Regions from separate parts of the Gossypium hirsutum genome. Here regions 2, 3 and 4 are each linked to region 1. Evidence: chromatin contacts called from public Hi-C data. All regions are on one chromosome and are shown on one strand. The core of a region is the stretch at or near the end of the contact, and the rest is flanking DNA. Distances in the headings are between cores, read along the strand shown. Region 1 holds the start of LOC107920356. Region 2 overlaps LOC107946408 (aarF domain-containing protein kinase 1). Region 3 holds the start of LOC107952845 (UDP-arabinopyranose mutase 1). Region 4 holds the start of LOC107952843 (protein NRT1/ PTR FAMILY 6.4).

Region 1 (2,715 bases), core at 129-2,628:
GTTTTACGTTTCAGTCATTTTAGTTTGCGTTATAATATTTTTAATTCATTTGTCTTTGATTATTAATGATTAGTATTTAAGTGACATATGTTATGTGATTATTGCCATTGTGTGTAGTATAATTCGTTTATTCGTATTTTTGTTATTACCATTTGCTTGTATAATATTATATTCGTGTTGTTATTCCGTACTCTATGTTATATTTTTGTTTTATCTAGTTTAAATCATATCATACATTAACCTAACATACTGACCCGACTTGGATCGCTTAATTTTTTTTCCAAAAAATAATACACGTTATTTAAATATCGTATTTGCTATTGTTCAAAAACAAAATTTTCTAAAATAAGGCAATGTTTTGCGTTTTAGAACATCGAGGGATTGTGCCCTAACTTACGGGGTTTCGATTTTTTCCTTGATTCTAAATAGCCAAATATCCTTTCGAATTTTAAAATACATGGAATTCTAATTAAAATTAAAGACAAACTTGTGCTTGAGAGTTCATGGTATTGTGTCCTAACTTACGGGATGTGATACTCCGATATCTCGAGATGAGGAAATCTTTAACAATTGTTTTGAGCTAATTCAAGAATTTTTAAAATCGATGCTAATAAAAAAGGATAGTATTTCAAATCCGTCCCCAGTTTTCAACTATTCGACATTGAGCCACAAACTAATCAATTCGGTACCAATTTTTGGACGTGTCGAGGGTGCTAATCCTTCTTCGCATTTAACCGACTCCCGAACTTGTTCTCTTGAATTTCGTAGACCAAAATGCTGTTTTAATAAACTAAAATTGTTTTAAAACAAAAGTGATCCGATCACACCAAATAAAGATCGATGACAACTCCTATTTTAATTTTCGCTTTCAAATAAAGTCGATTACCAATAGTTTCGACAATATTGATAATATCTAAAAAAAGATATTCAACATGTTAATATAATATCTTTTAATACAATGCATTAATTATCATAAATTTTATTCCTCATCAATTTTATGTCGTTTTCTATCTTGGTTTTTTTTTTCTTTTTCTTTTTCTGAAAGGACCTTCTCATCACGGTTAGATTCAAGCTCACAGTTAAAAAAAAGCTGGCTTTGTACTTATCCGGTTATCAAATTCAACAATTTCTTTATTAAGTGAAAAAGAAGAAGCGAGTTGGGTGTTTCATCTTCAAGTTGGTAGTATGTTTGGTTTTTTGGTAATAGTATAATTGGTTAGATTGTTGTTATATAATTTCAATTTTTATAAATAGAAACAGGCGAAGCACATCGTAAGGGTATTCTCGGCGCGTAGGTATATTAATTAGATCAGATCTCCTTCTAATTTTACCATTTTAGCCTTCGTCTTCCACTTCTTTCCAGTTTCCTCCAAAGCTCTCACATCAATAATTAGTACTAAGTACTAACTCTTATTTATTTATTTGTTTCGAATATCCAATAATTTTTGAATACACATAGACGTGTTGTGAACGTGTCGAATCTTGCCTGCCTTCATCACGCCTTCCAACCCAACCAAACTCTTTCCCTCTCAACCATTATTATTTCCTTTCATTTCATTTAATACAAAACAATTTCATTTTTCTTTTTGCCTTTTAATCTGATTCTCTCTCTTTTATTAAATGTTGTTATGAAGTTAAAAGTGTGATTGTGTTTCCTTCCTTTTCTCTCCCTTTTTTGTTTTATCACTTCCATTTTCATGGAATTCCTTTCTTCAAGGTCTATTTTCCTCTCTTTCTTAGTATCTATCTATGTATATATATAGTAATGTTGTTTATTTTGGATATGAATGAATTTTTTATTTCTTATATGCTAATTGTTTAGCTGTGATTTGCTGTAATTTGAAATTAAAAACAGAGCTTAGAGCTTAATTTTGATGGGGAAGCACGACGATGAGCGCTCTGTTTTTCCTTTAACCAGTCTCCAAATCGGGTAATTCTTTTAACTATTTTTACTTTTACCATCTGTATGCTTGATCTGAGTAGAAGTTGAAATTTTGGCTTCAGACTATGTTCATGGACTCGGATTGACTGTCATAGATATACATGTTTGAGGCGGTATATGCATTTCCTTTTTTCGAAGTTTTTCATATATGTTGGGATCATATTCCAATGCTCATTTCCGGTATATGCGCTTATGATTAGAAAAATATGAGTTGGTTAACATATGCTTCAGCTGCTAGTCATACTTCATACAGTCGTGTTATTTTTTTTTCCCGATTTCTGATTAGTGATCTTTTTTTCTTTCTTTTAATGAGTGTTGATACATTTTTTTATATGGTAATTTTGTGTGTTTCTAGGACTTCATTTGTAGAAATATCAAATCCTGTGCGTTAATCAATTGATTTATTCTAAGCACTTGGTTTATGGGAAATATCACAATCACTGAGTTATTTCTCAGGGTTTTCCACTTTTCTTATGTATTATTTGAAATTTTATTGTCTAATCTCTGATTGCAGAGACTTGCAGTCTTATCTATCGGATCTTAGCCTTTTCTTGGCCCCTGAAAGTAAAAAATTCTACATTTTGGTGGACAACCGGCCATGGCTTAGGGACTTAGGTTCACGTCCTGCTCACTTGTGGCAATTGATGGTTACCAAGGTTGTTGAGCACACCTTTTATTTTGATTCTTTTGAAATATATGGTTTTATTTAATTATTTTTAATTTTCAAATGATTAGAATATTTTAATGAATTTAAGTGGATTTTTTTTCTTCCT
Region 2 (2,715 bases), core at 111-2,610, 740 kb before region 1:
GGGAAGGGAATGTTGGTTGAAGAGCAAAAGAAGATGAAACAACATTTGAAGGCTCTAGAGATGGAGGACATATCTTCGTTTATGGAATCTCTTCCTTCCAACTTTCTCATAATATTGCGGACAGAGTAAGATAAATTCAGTAGCCTATTTGGAGTTCAATAGCTCCTAATCTCATTTTGGTCTTTTCTGTTTTAGTGAATTACTGAGATCTACAGTAAGCAAGCTTGGTGCTTCAAAATGGGTGAGGTTGCTAACCTATGGAAAATATGCCTCACTTGGTCTCTCTCTGAAGTCGAATCCATGCTCTGGTAAACAGTTCTTCTAAACCCTTTTTTTTTTCCTTTAATTTTATTCTAAATCAGTTGTTATCTGGCCAAGCCAGGGAGAGCTTTTAATGGATGCATCTGTTGTTGTGTTTGTACATTTACGAGTGTATAGTAAGAAAGAGATTTTTATATTCATGAGCAGTTAACGTCGGTATTCTTGGAAGGAACTGATTTTGTGGTCGCATATTTTGTTTTAATTTACAATTTAAGGAATACAATTACTTTATCCTCGTGTGTTCAGATTTGACATCATTGGCCCTATATACCAGATTGATAGGAAATATAGAATACATTCTTCTAAGGCTTACTATAGGTAAGGTTTTTTCTTCTCATAAGTTCTGATATGTAGGTATGTCAGGTAATAAAAAAAAAAGGTACCTGAATGATTGGAACATTTTAACATTTTCAGGGGTAACGAATCTGGTTTTGTGGATGGAGAAGCTGAAGCGATGTCTGAATAAGTTTTATGGAAAGATGAGTGCTGCTGGAAAAGGTATGTCGACAATGTTCTTCAACATCTACTTCAAAATGTAGATTCTTTTTCCTTTCTTTTTTGTCTTATGTACTTCGTTATTTACACCAAGTAAATTTTGAGCAGAAGCCATATGTAGATAAAGCTTCCTAGGGCTCAAGGAGCACTGTATTGTAGTTTGATATTGGCTTTTGTTGTAGAACTATAAAATTACTCTGAATCTGAAGAATTGTAAGAACCAGAATATTACTCAAAGCTTAACTTGGTGATGAAATTATTTTAAGAAGTACCATTTACTGGGTATGGATTTTGAGTTCAAGCATTTGCAAATTTTTACTACAATCTTTTACGTCAGAAAAAGGAAAAACAAACTTAGATAAGAATTTAAAAACTAGTTTATATATATATAGAGAGAGAGAGAGATTTATATATAAAAGCATTCATTTGGAAATATTTTTAATCACTGAAAATTTTTATTATTCATTATTGTTATATCCAGGCCAAATGGGCTAAGGCCTGTAACAAGGCCCAAAAGAGCTCAAGTTCCAACTGGTACAAAGATCACATGAGCTTAGGCTTTATAAAGTACAAAACATAAATGCTATGCTAGCAAGAACAATGTCACGTGGCACGTAGAGGAATCACCTCTAGCTTTTATCCGACTCAAAAGCTATGCATAGTGTGACTTGCCAACATTCCTAGCGAATAAGAAACATTGCATTAGCTAAAAAGACTAGATCAGACTAGATTTGGGCAATTAAGGGGCAACTTAAAGCTTTATTACCTATGTTAAAATTTAACTTAATTTTAGCTTTGACCACGTATATATTTGGATCCAGACCAACCACTTACGATCCTAGTTAGTCGATAGCAAGTTTTAGCCCAAATCCTATCTAATGACTAAGTTCTGGAACAACTAATCAACTAAAAATGTCAACTTCAACTCATCGGTGTGTTTTCTCTAAGATGCCACCAGTTTGGTTTACTAATCAGTTACCATTGGATAATGCCAAAATCTTTTGAGAATTGGTCCTTCGCAACCACTTCTACCATTAACGACGATTGTAACACCCCCTTACCATGTAAGAAATGCTACATTTACGTACCAAACAAATCACTCATGTTCTACTCATCTTTTAGACTCATTTGAAGCTATTTAAGGCTTCTTCAATAATTTCTAAACTGAATATGTAAACTGGTTGCAACCAGAGATCATTCAGAGACCCCTTGATGTAAAAAACAACATAAATTAAGAAAACAAGGTAGAGGTATTGACGCATGCCCCAATTTATCGGTACCTTGACCTTGATACTATTCATTTTTACATTATGTTTGAGCTTTATCAATACAAGCCCTCTAAGTATCAAAATTTGGGTGTATGGAAGCTAAAATCAAGCTTAAAAATACCTCAAAAAGTGTCATAACTTACTCCAATTAATCCCAATCATTCTCAATCATTATTTGACCTTAAAATACTCCTAATTATCTTTGTAAACATCATGCAATTCATCTATTAGAGTTGCATGACCCAACTTCTTGTTAAAAAAAATAATGGCAAAATAAGGGGATCTGTGGGGGCAAAGGTCGAGGGCCATAGCTGCCGCAAATCTCCATTAAGTATAAAATTAGACTGGGGTCGTAACCGAGGGTGTGCCCTCACGATACGGTACAAGCTGTACAAGTGAAATCCGTATAAAAGTACACTTATTCTGTTTGATATTGATTAGAATAAGGTGTTTCAACCTTACTACATTGCTTCTATTTGACATTGATTATAATAAGGTTTTTCAACTTATAAATAGATGTAGTCTAAACTCCTCTTGTATCATTCAAATTTAACATTAGTGAATTTTCTTCTCCACTACCAATGGTTTTTCTCCCGAAAGGGTTTCCACGTGAAATCTGTGTGTTCTTATC
Region 3 (2,715 bases), core at 129-2,628, 600 kb before region 1:
TAATACTGACCCATACTATATGAGTTATGATTTTATATATTTCAGTCTTTTTATATGATTTTAAAATCGAGTTAATTTTAGATGGTTTGAAGTTTTTGATTAAATTTAAATTGATTTACGGTTTCAGTTTTTCATTTCCACAAAAACTCACTTCTTTCTAATGTATGAAAATTTTGATCTAGGACTTGATTGAAACGGAATTTATTTCTTTCTTTATTCCATCTAATAATTAAGTTTATTATGGGTGAATCGTTCAATAATTAAATCAAATTAAAAAAAAATAGCTAAACCCATTCTCTTTTTTTTTCCTTTTTTATTATTAAAATTTTTATCAAGGTGAGATTTAATTCTAAATTTTAAACACAATTTCAGTAAATTAAATAATTATTGCTGTTTACTATTATGATGTTAAAATTAGGATACACAAGTGGGATTAAAAAAAATTTCATATGTTCGGTTTAAGTTAATACGCTAGAGTTTATGAAATTCGAAGAAACGAATTCTAAATTTTGTATGGTATTTTCTAGTCGTATTGTTGTGTTAACCGAAAGCTCATATTCTCCTTTTCTTTTATATTTTAGTTTTTCTTTCATAAAATATCTTTAAATGTTAGGAATTTACAAACTGAAACTGAAAATTACTTTTTTCTCCAATCTTCAATATTAATTGGCAAATTGACTTAGATCTAAGTTTTGTCCTTCGACTCTCGGTGGTTACTAATCCACCGCATTGATCATTAAATCATCGCTTGCAGCTCCCTAATAAGACCCTTTTTTAAAAAAAATTAACAATTCAATGACTTAAATAAAAATTTTAGATGAGTAACTAAAATATAAACTTACTTATAGTTAATGACCTTAAATGTGATTTACCTTTCTTTTTCATTGAACCCAAGTGATTATCTGAATTGAACCAAAATATAGAACTCTACAAATTTAGGGTAAGTTTAGATAGACTGTAGATTTAGTTACAGTTAGGGTAAAAAATAGCTATAATGGTGAAATTAGATATTATAGTATGAGACAAAAAATAAGCTAAACACACTATATCATACCCCACCGTCCATCCAAATCCACCTTTGACTCTAAATATCATTATAACCCAAAAAATATTAAAAATAAAACATAATACAATATTATGTAAAAAAAATAATATGAAAATGATACTAATAAATTAAGGTTTAATTGAATGATAAACTCTTAAAAGAAATTATTTGTTTAACTATTTAAATATATTTTTTTCAAACTATAAACTTTCATTATTTAAAAACAGATACCCAATTAAGTTGTGACATGTGTCATATTTATTTATTTAAAATTCTTTTACCGTCCATCAATTCCGAGCGATAATTTATGCACAAATCGTATAACCCATTCTAACCCAATACTGTCTATATAAAAAAAATAAAATCAAAACACGATCCCTCGTCTCTCTCCTTTGTATCTCCCTCCAATCGTGCCGCCTCACTCGTTTCTCACGTGACTCTTCAGTCTCCCTCTCCATATATTCGCAAACAAGCTCTCTTCCTCTCAATCAATCCTCAAAATAACTGCGAAAGAAAAAACCTCTGCTTTTTTCACTTTTCCTTTTATCGTTTCTCCTTTTTGCGGTGAAAATGGCAGAGCCTGCAACAGCAACACAAGCAGCAGCACCAGCAGTGGCTCTGCTGAAAGATGAGCTCGACATTGTTATACCAACCATAAGGAACTTGGACTTTCTTGAGATGTGGAGGCCATTCTTTCAGCCTTACCATCTCATCATTGTTCAAGATGGTGATCCTTCAAAGACCATCAAGGTCCCTGAGGGCTTTGACTATGAGCTTTACAACAGGAACGATATTAACAGGATCCTCGGTCCTAAGGCTTCTTGCATTTCCTTCAAGGACTCTGCTTGTCGTTGCTTTGGTTACATGGTATCCAAGAAGAAGTATATCTTCACCATTGACGACGACTGCTTTGTAAGTTTCTTTTTGTTTTTTCAATTTTATTGTGGTGTTTCAGAATCTGGGGTTTCCTTATTTTAGTCAAATTTTGGATCTTTACATTGTATTGTTTGGAAATTTGCGTGCTTTTATTTTTTTTCTTGATTTAAATTGAATTCCTGTGATGTTTTAGTACCTTGGTTTTTGTTATTATGGTCAAAAGTTGAATCCTTTGATTGTTTTGATGGGAGACTTGGACACTTTGGTAGTTTGGTTTAATCTCCTCTTTCCCCCTCAATTTATGTTGACATATTCGTAGCAAATGAGAAATCGAATTCTGCTTGCTTCAGATTTACTTTGAAAGCCTTTCAGATCATGCAATCTACATAGTTGAAATTCAATTTCAAATACTACAGTAATTTATAGCGCAATCAATTTATATATTACAATTCCTTCCCGAATCTGGATTTGAGTTCTGCATTGTCTGATATGCTTGCCAGATCTTCAGAGTCTGAGATGATTTATGCATTTGTTTTCCTATTATTATGTTGTTTATATTGCAGTGTGGAGAGTCAGTTTTTCTTTTATTAGCTTCTTTTTACTTTATTTATTTATTTTTTGCAGTTGGTTATAGAATTCAAATTACTTTCACATGCTATGCACCTCTAGCAGCTTTGTACCTGCCTAATCATGGAGATATACCTTTCAATTGATAAGTAATTGGTTGGACTGGAATCTACAGATATGAGATTCAAAAATCTTGGATGATTGTATCTGTTTGTGTTATTGTATAT
Region 4 (2,715 bases), core at 148-2,647, 540 kb before region 1:
CTCCATACGACAGTTAAAGGGCTCCCCTGAGGCTTTTTGAACCTGTACCATGGAGTCCCACAAATCAAAACCACTACCGCAATCACCATTGTTACTGCTGAAATCCCGTATCCCCACCCTCTTCCTACATTGTCTTGTATATACACCAGCACAATCACCGCAAACAATGACCCCAGGCTGATGCCGAAATAGAACCTATTGAAGAAGAAAATCATAGCCTTCTCCTCCTTGGGGTCTGCCACGTCGAACTGATCCGACCCAAAACCCGAGACATTAGACTTTATTCCCCCACCACCAAGTGCTGTTGTGTACAGTGCCGCATACAGCAAAGCCAGTTGCCGGCCGTTTGCCTCGATGCACTCGTGATGCTTCCTTCTGTAGTCATCACAGTAAGGAGGCCTCATGCTGGGAATTGTCGTAGCCAGTGTCAATAAAATCACTCCCTGAGTTAAGATGAGATGGCAGCCAAAAAAGTTATATTAAAGTCTTTGTTTGCAAAGAAGTAGACGTAAAGATATCTTTTTTATTTCTTATTATCGGTAAGGGAAACCTTACCAGAGCAGTTATGGATGCAGAGAGTGCCACAGTCAAGTATCGACCGAGTTTGGCATCGGCTAAGAAACCTCCGAGGAGACCAAGCAGATTAAGAGCGCCCATGAAGTTGGTAACTATAGTTGCGGATTTTGCTGCTGAGATATGCAAATCTCCAACTAAGTACGTCACCAAATTCATAGATATGCCCATCACACATATCCTCTCGGAGAGCTCAGATCCTGCACCAAAAATTTCCCTTCATATTAGCAAAAGAAGAAAGATGGGGACCAAGGTACACCGCACTTTTAAGCTTCTGAAATTCATCGTGAAACACCTAAGATGAGCCCTGCAGCGAGCCATCCACCGGTTTTCGACTTGTCCACCGGATTCCCGCGGAAATCAACCACGGTTCCCTCATTTGAATCATCTTTCTCACCATGGCTTCCAACCAAAACCTATGAGCATCCAAAGCAAAATCCAGGCAGCAAAGAAACTATTCATTATATGATCAATTATATTCAAGCATGCTAATAATAATTTTATAGAATGTATACTATACCATGATTGAAACTGCGCGCAAGAGAGAGAGAGAGAGAGAGAGAGAGAGAGAGAGGAAAATAGTAATGTTTAGCTCCAAATATATTATGAGGGGGAAACAGCAGGGGAGAAGTGCATGATTGGGGGTGGGGAATGCATGATAAGGGCCTGGGTACCCACTAGCTGTATCTTCTGAGTTTCCCCAAATTGTGGTCGGGAGAGAGCTTTAAAATATTTTTGTACAATGTGTTCTTTTTGGTGTTATTATCATCCTGTGTACTTGATGCATCTAAGAGGATTGTGTATAGTTTTACCTTCACATTTTCATTTAACTTGCAGGTTAGTCATCATTTAGTATCATAATTTGTAATTGCAAGGGTCATCATTTATGGTGTTGTCATGTCATGTAGGGTCGATGATAAACTCTTGACCGTTTGATTGTCACGTCATGTTGTGTTTAGCAACCGTCCATCACATTTTTGTTTGCTTTTAACCAAATTTTGAATCTTGGAAAGATCAATTGGATTTATTAAATACAAAGAATTTTAGTTCAATGGAGGTTGCCTCTCGCATACATCTGCAATTTAATACATCTTTCTTGCCTTTCTACAGGTTTTCACGTTATTAATTTAACTATTTTCGAAGTATACACTTTTTTAAATTGAATCAAATATTTGACATTATATTCCCTGGAGGGTTATATTCAGCATGGTAAATTATGAGTATAGTCTTGCTTCTATTTTTATTATATAATTATTATTATTTATTTCCTCATTCAATTTTTTAAAATTAATTATATTTCCGCTTTTTTGTTGTTAGTTCAATAACAAAATTTAGACCTATTCATATGTCAGGCTATTTGTTTATACCTAAAGGTTTGCCCGAAATTTGAGAGAATTTGGATAAAAATATTAAGCCCAAAAAATGAATTTAGGTAAAAAAATTAGGCCTGTTTAAAATATGGACTGAGCTCGGGGTTTGAACATTCAAAGTTCGAGCCTAGTCCAGCTCGACCTGTTTTAAGTTTATAATATTTTATATTATGTTATTTTTATATATTATGTAATTTAGAACACATTAAAAAAATAAATCTATATTAAATATATAATACTACTCTAATGTAAACATTAAAACAATGTTAAGATGACTATATACAAGTTTTTAATAAATAAAAAATGTATAAAATTATTAAATATTAAAATAATATAATATAAATATTTTTTTAAAAAAATTTAAAATAATATGAGCAGACCTAAAATGAGTTTGAGTTAATCTTTAGCAAATATGAGTGGGTTTGGGCAAAATTTTAGACTCAGATTTCAAGTTGGGCCAGACTTGGACAAACATAAAGTATGTTAATATCATACTTAAACCCAACCCAAACTCGACCCATGAACACCTCTAACAGAATTCTAATGTGGATCTTTTTATTAAAACATAGCCATTTAATATTTACACATTCAATCAATTAGATCTTAAATCTAAAAAAATTAAAAAACCTCAATGTTTAAAAAAATTATTATTTCAATTCTATTTTGCAAAAAAATTCAAAAAATTTAGCTCTCAACATTTACAAAATTTGTTAATTTAGTTATAATTCTAAAAAATATTTCAAAATAAAATAAAAATATTAAAAAAAATTGA

What was found. Hi-C and Micro-C count contacts between places; a contact is called where the count stands out from the background.
Region 2: a contact with region 1 is called in a Hi-C map of leaf, with 1.9 times the contacts expected there. The contact joins the enhancer-like site here to the promoter of LOC107920356 in region 1. A contact is called at or near these places in 6 of 34 Hi-C or Micro-C datasets (all in leaf).
Region 3: a Hi-C map of leaf shows a contact between it and region 1, with 1.9 times the contacts expected there. The contact joins the promoter of LOC107952845 here to the promoter of LOC107920356 in region 1. A contact is called at or near these places in 3 of 34 Hi-C or Micro-C datasets (all in leaf).
Region 4: a contact with region 1 is called in a Hi-C map of leaf, with 2.2 times the contacts expected there. The contact joins the promoter of LOC107952843 here to the promoter of LOC107920356 in region 1. A contact is called at or near these places in 6 of 34 Hi-C or Micro-C datasets (callus and leaf).

The regions. Positions count from the first base shown.
Region 1 is chrA07:56,582,266-56,584,980 of Gossypium_hirsutum_v2.1, reverse strand. LOC107920356 reads left to right here and starts at 1,378. Exons shown (of 11, transcript XM_016850035.2): 1 at 1,378-1,717; 2 at 1,856-1,930; 3 at 2,457-2,598. The coding sequence starts at 1,875.
Region 2 is chrA07:57,327,191-57,329,905 of Gossypium_hirsutum_v2.1, reverse strand. LOC107946408 (aarF domain-containing protein kinase 1) reads left to right here. Exons shown (of 16, transcript XM_016880715.2): 13 at 1-125; 14 at 196-308; 15 at 568-639; 16 at 736-1,101. The coding sequence ends at 860. Among protein-coding and RNA genes, the nearest start is that of LOC107946408, 19 kb to the left of the region's middle. Within about 2 kb of position 1,360, at least 2 of the 9 cell types and tissues checked have an H3K27ac peak or open chromatin away from gene starts, as enhancers often do. A contact at or near this core is called in leaf, where this site is marked.
Region 3 is chrA07:57,182,622-57,185,336 of Gossypium_hirsutum_v2.1, reverse strand. It overlaps LOC107952845 (UDP-arabinopyranose mutase 1), which reads left to right and starts at 1,378. Exons shown (of 4, transcript XM_016888040.2): 1 at 1,378-1,957. The coding sequence starts at 1,616.
Region 4 is chrA07:57,125,355-57,128,069 of Gossypium_hirsutum_v2.1, reverse strand. LOC107952843 (protein NRT1/ PTR FAMILY 6.4) reads right to left here and starts at 1,397. Exons shown (of 5, transcript XM_041117961.1): 1 at 1,094-1,397; 2 at 869-989; 3 at 556-773; 4 at 1-443. The coding sequence starts at 1,096.